Regions from separate parts of the Rattus norvegicus genome. Here region 2 is linked to region 1. Evidence: chromatin contacts called from public Hi-C data. All regions are on one chromosome and are shown on one strand. The core of a region is the stretch at or near the end of the contact, and the rest is flanking DNA. Distances in the headings are between cores, read along the strand shown. Region 1 has its middle 330 kb from the start of Rnd3. Region 2 holds the start of Rnd3 (Rho family GTPase 3).

What was found. A called contact is a pair of places that touch in the nucleus more often than the background predicts.
Region 2: a Hi-C map of psoas muscle shows a contact between it and region 1, with 3 times the contacts expected there. The contact joins the promoter of Rnd3 here to the enhancer-like site in region 1. A contact is called at or near these places in 3 of 12 Hi-C or Micro-C datasets (the A7r5 cell line, mammary epithelial cells and psoas muscle).

Annotation. Positions count from the first base shown.
Region 1 is chr3:55,670,510-55,673,753 of GRCr8, forward strand. No RefSeq gene overlaps it. Among named protein-coding and RNA genes, the nearest start is that of Rnd3, 330 kb to the right of the region's middle. Within about 2 kb of position 1,917, at least 13 of the 93 cell types and tissues checked have an H3K27ac peak or open chromatin away from gene starts, as enhancers often do.
Region 2 is chr3:55,997,072-56,000,022 of GRCr8, forward strand. Rnd3 (Rho family GTPase 3) reads right to left here and starts at 1,423. Exons shown (of 5, transcript NM_001007641.2): 1 at 1,089-1,423; 2 at 578-665. The coding sequence starts at 1,238.

The sequences.
Region 1 (3,244 bases), core at 667-3,166:
GAAAAAAAGTGACAAATCTTTACCCCCAAAAGTGTCTTTTTATTTACTTAAGTTACAGGGCATAGAGTTTAATTTTCCTCTTTTACATTTGAACTGGACATGGTAACATGTTTCCTAACGTAAGTATTAAAATGAAAAACATAGCTACTTAGCAGTGGAGAAACCCGACCACTACTGACCTAATCACTGTGAACTTTGGTATGAAGAACCCACAGGCAAGTGCTGGCAATGTGCTGTACATCTGAGGCAATCTTTCTCAAACCCACATCCCTAGACTAGGCTTGAGGGAAAAAAAAGAAAAAAGAAAAAACAGATAGAGTAGATTGTGAACGTTTTACAAAAGGAACCTTCTTCGAAAGGCCAGTGTTATTCAAACAAGGTAAGTCTGGAGTTTAGTCAGTAGCAATCCATCAATGTCAGGTTCTCAGCCTTCCCAGATGTACGGCAATTATGTAAGATGTTAACTGGGAGATCTAGGCCAAGCAGAGACGTTGTGATGTAAGTTTTTGTGAATCTGAATTTGTTCCAATTTAAGTTTCTTTTAAATAAGAAAAGATGTCAGGGCTATTTGATTTCAAACAACCAGATTCTTGATTTGCAAAAGGTTTTGCAGGCTGACGAGCAACACAGTGAGCAGGTGCTGGCTGTTCAGCTGGCCAGGTGCTACGCTGCCTTTACTTATTACTCATGTTCGCACTGTGGAAGCTGAATATGGTGCCTCTTCCCATTCAACGGCTGAGACAATTAGACAAAGCATATGACCTGCTATGCGCACTCCTACTGATAAATGCTACAAAACACTCACAAGTGGTACAGTTGGCTAAAAGACCAGCACATTTAAAACTAATGTAAAAGCCTGGCGCATTAAAACTAAATCAATGCTATGTTAAAGTGTAGCCTTGAACATTGAGAATCGAGAGTTTTTACTGCATAGAATATTCAATTATGAGGAAAATTCATTTTCTAAATTATTGTACTTTCATGTGTATTTGCTATAAAAATTAAAGTGCATTGTGCCTAGGGTTTCCATCAGATTTTTTCCCATCATACCCTTGGTTTCTAATAAAGAAACTCAAGCCACTGTGTATTATCTCCAGCAAATGATGCAGCCTGGTTCCCAGCCCCGGTCTGCTCTGTGCACAGAGGGAGCTCACTGCACACTATAGCTGCCCATAGGAGCTGTGGCTGGGCCACTCTGCTCCAGCAACATTGGCCAGAATCAATTGTTCCTGATGTTGAAATTTACATTTGAAAAAGCGTATTCCAAGGGTCATAGACAAAACTCTTAAAAGAAAATCGGCTCAGAGAAATGCCCCATTTCTTGTTGTGAAATTTGATATTTGGTTTAAATATGTTCATCCTGAACTGATCCTATTACTTGATGCGGTAATTAATTCGGTAATACTTTTATCTTTGCCTCAGCACTTTCAAACAGAGCTGGGGGTGGAGAGAGAGAGAGAGAGAGAGAGAGAGAGAGAGAGAGAGAGAGAGAGAGAGCGAGCGCAAATTAACAGGACAAAATAGATCCATCTGTGTTGACACCTTATGTGTTTCAGCCTCAGATTCCCCTTAACTCCCATCTTTTGTAAACCCCTGATTGTGGTCTGTGAATGCTTGCCAGATTTGCTCTAACTCCAAGACTCTTCAAACACAACCCTGCTGTTTGCCTCACTGGCTTACAGTAGCTGTTTACTCAATATGTAGATAAATAGAAAACCATTCTGCTTATTTCCAGCAAACACATTAGCAAAACAGAAGTTAATGAAGGACGCCAGCAAAGGAAGCCAGCGTGTTTAAGAAAATGCTTTTCCGCAGGAGGGGGAAGAAACGTCTGCCTGTGAGACTGGAGGGCTTATCACTAATGCAGAGTCTCCCTCCAGCCTGGGACTTTGTCTTCCTCCCTCCCACAAGCAGCTCTTTCAAGTCTGATGGTTTGCTCTGTAGTCTTCCCTGCTCAGGAAGGGAGTGCCGAGCCGAGCCGAGCCGAGCCTGCGGAGCCAAGCCGGAGAGTTCATTAGAGGTGTTTCACAGTCACTCAGATCCCAGGGTCTCTGTCTCATCTTCGCAGATCACGCTGCTCGTGGAGGGTCTTTCTTTATTTTGTTTCTTATCCGTGCAGTGCCAGAAGTCTACAAAAGCCCAGCCTCCTGCCTGTCTCCATTCAGACCAGTGAAATACTAGCACAATTCGAAATGTGCCCGTGGGCAGTCCCTGACTGCGTATCAGCTTATTGTATTTTAAAAATTCAACATCTTCTTGAGAATGTGGCATTGAAGATGAAAATCTTAATTCTGAGAGGCGCATGACAAAAAGGATGAATAAAATAAAGAGATGAGAGAGAGAGAGAGAGAGCAAGAAGAGAAATTGGAACAAAGAGAAAACAGACAATTGGCAAAAGGAGATGATCAGGATGGATAGTGTTGTCTGGAGAGCTGAGCAGTGGGAATCAAGTCTTACTTAAGGATTTAATTGATTTTTGTGCACTTGTTTCTTTTTAGAAACCTTTCCTCAAAGCCAATCAGCATTGCTCCTGTGTCAGTCTCATTTCAGTCTCAAGAAACAAAGCAGAGGCAAGGGTTGTGAGAGCTTTGTAAATCAGGAGTCAGGACACATTTTCCAACAAGCGATGCCTTCTCTCTCCCCCTTTCTGAATGTGGACCCTTGATTGGAGCACCTTCTTCTAATCAGATGGTCCACTTTGAACCCACGGCTTTCTGCTTCGTAAACCAGTGGCCATTGATGATTTTTATCACTGATTTTTTTTCCCCCTGTGGTTGAAGATGGTCATTTGCAGTGTTCACAGGAGCCGCCTGCTCAAAGAGAACATGGTTAATACAATTTAATGAGAACTGTACATTTTTATGGATCCAGAGAGAAATCCATCTCATTTTCCGCTGATGAAATGAAACTTCCAACAGTCCCTAGGACATGGGGATGAAAAACAGACCAAACTGTCTTAGTCGGAAACTTCTAAGTTCACACGTCTGCCCGGATGGAACTTTTGGTTCACTGAATTTTTATTACATCCAATTCTCACAAAGTCCCAGACAAATTTCAGGGAAGTGATATAGAGGCGGGCTATAGATGTTCTTTCTCATGAGAATGTGTAAATTCTGCATAGGCTGTTGCTACTTTTCTGGAGTGCTTTGCCATTTGTACATCTGGGCGTACAGTTACTGCAAGAATTTATGTGAGGCTGACAACCCTGCGGCCTCATGTCTTCCCCTAATATTTTAAAATCCAA
Region 2 (2,951 bases), core at 173-2,672, 330 kb after region 1:
CCGGCGCCCGCAGAAGCCGCTCTGCGCCGGTGACACTGAGGCTGCGGGGGCGGAGGCCCCGCGGTGGCCGCTGCCGGCACCACCAGCGCATTCCTGAGAGTAGGCGTCACGGGCGCTGGCTCCGGCCATTCACCCATCTCCCCCAGCCCGGAACCCGCATGCAACCCGAGGGTTTCGAGGATCTTCTCCCAGCTCAGCCTGCTCCCCTGCCCCGAGACCAGATGGCTGATAACACCCACGAGGGGCTTCCTGGGCGAGCCGGAGGGTTCCACGGTGCTCTGCATGCTCCAGCACTGAGCCACCCTGGCGGCTCGCTCCGGCACTGCCCCAAGGAAGGACAAAACAAGGCCATGCGGCCACCAGAGGCTCCTCCAGCAGGGTCACCCCGGACATATAGCGTCCTCCTGTCCCTAAGACCACAATCACCCCCATTGCCGCCCCTGCCCAGAAAGGATAACATTTTTCCGCGGCTTGGGGACTGGAAGTCCCTCAAGGAGCCACGATAGCAGACAGGGCATCGGATCCCGAGCCCAGGGGCGCACCGGTTCAGACTGCCACGCGGTGTGCTGAGTCTTACCTGAAGTGTCCCACAGGCTCAACTCTATTCTTTGTGTGTCGATTTCAAAACTGGCAGTGTAATTCTCAAACACCGTAGGGACGTAATTCTGGACGAACGAAAGGGACAGAAGAGGAAGGAAGGGTGGCAAAGAGATTATTAAAAATATGACCGGCATATCGAACACTTGAAAAACACCCAAGCCACCAATTAAAAAACCTCCACCAACAACCAACCGCACACTCCCTACACAGTAAACGCGCAGCCCCCTCCCGAGAGTCACCCAGGTCTCCCCACCCGGCCTCCCACACTGAAACCAGCAAGTTTCTGGGGCCAAGAGCCCAGGATGCTGGCGGGTTCCAGCCTAGAGGCTTCCAGGACACTTTCGCTTCCCAGCAGTGTGACGGTAGAGACAGGCTGGGCATGAGAAAGACTTTCAAGAAGAAAATCAGTGAAGCAAGAGAAACGACGCTGTCCCCAGACTGGGAACCCCATCAGCCACCCCCCTCAAAGAGGTACGGGTCACACTCACTTCGGGGAAGCAGTCCTTTGCGAAGACGTGGAGCAGCGCGGTTTTCCCACACTGGCTGTCGCCCACCACTACTATCTTGCATTTCACGTTCTGATTAGGATCCATGATAGATTTACTGGATAATTTCTGGCTGGCTCTTCTCTCCTTCATTGATGTTGCCTTATTTTCTCTTGGAACAGGAATTTTTCTCTTTAGAAGAAAAAAATATATATACTTCTCTCTATAAAAAGCGGATATAAAAATAAATCGCAAGGCCGGAGGGAACCCCTTAAGCGCAGCGGAGTTGGAGGAGGAGAGGCAGCGGCTCTTTACTCCTCTCCAACAAGTTTTCTGCCTGACTCCGTGAATCTCTTCCCAAGTCCAATTCCGATCGGTCTGCTTTGTTTCACGCTCTCTGCGCGGCTTTATACGCCCAGCCTTCCAATCCGCTCCGCTTTCTCAATGAGAGAAGGAAACTGATCCGCCTCCTCCCCTTTTATGGAGCCTGGGAGCCAGCGCGACCGCCTCGTTGGCGGAAAGTGTAAGCAGCGCGCCCTCTAGGGTGGCGTGCAGGATGGCTTCCAGACCTAGGTTCTGGCATAACCTGAAGGCGCCAGGCAGGATTTGCTGATGGATAGATTGTTCAGGACCGGGGTGACGGGGAGCGGGTATCTGTGCACATTGAATTTGCCCTGGAATTCCTTTCAAATTGCTTTCGAAGGGGCGCGTCTCCAGAAGCCTCGTCATTATTTGTGAACATTAAAAAAATATTTCCCAATCAAATTATAAAACAGAAGTAAATCTTGGATGGGAAAAGGCTAAACTAAGTTGTTGCACCAAACCCAAAACCTAATATTTTTAAAAAAATGTTGTGTCAGGTACATAGCTGGGTTATTTTAGACATCAGAACTGGTTTTCCTTGATCTTTGTAGAGGACTGGCTTTTGAAACTTGTCATTTTCAGCCACTTCAGAGGGGGCCGAAGGCTCTGGGGAATATGACAAGGTGAATGGGGGAGGGGGAGAGAAAAACCTTAGATGACAAAAACTATTGGAAACCCTGCCCCAACTGTCACTTTCACTGTGGGGACTCTGGAACCAGGGGTCTAAGCGTTCTTTGCTCCCTTGAGCTGTACCCTCCTTTGCCCAGGAATCAAGGCATTGGTCTTAAAAAGCACACATAACCATAGTTGAAAATTCAGGAACTCCCCTCCTCCACTCAGGTACTCCAGTCGTTCCGAGTCTCCCTTTCAGCAAGAGACAAACATAAAGACTGTTTGTTCTCTCGTTTTCTGAGAACAGTGTCTTTGTTGCCTGTCACCCCAATAGCCAGGAGGCTTCAGTTATTAAATTTATAGTGACGGTGTCTGGGAAGATAGTTCAGTCTGTGAAGGGCTTGGTCTGCAAGCACGACTTGATTTTCACCCCTAGCACCCATATAAGGAGGCATTCCTGACAGACTCAGAGGATCCCTAGGGCTTGCTAGGCAGCCAACCCAGTCAAACTGAGGAACTTAGGATTCAGTGAGAGACCATAACTCAAAATTAATGTAAAGAGAAATTGAGGGAGATACCTAGTGCCAACCTCTGTCTTCCACACATATACTAAACACACACACACACACACACACACACACACACACACACACACACACACCTTTAAGGAAAGTATAGGGACTGAATGTGTAGCGAATTACTAGGGGACCTAGAATGCTATCTTATTTCAGACCTGAGAACCTTGGAGTCTTCCCCTAAAGGACAACCCTGGCTTTATCTTTGTGGACAGGTGTGTTTCCTACAGGTTGACCATGGAAAGGGAAAGGCTGACCAAGGTCCTATGGCTGCATTTGCCAAAATTTGCTTGGAAGAGCTTTATTCGTCTCTTCA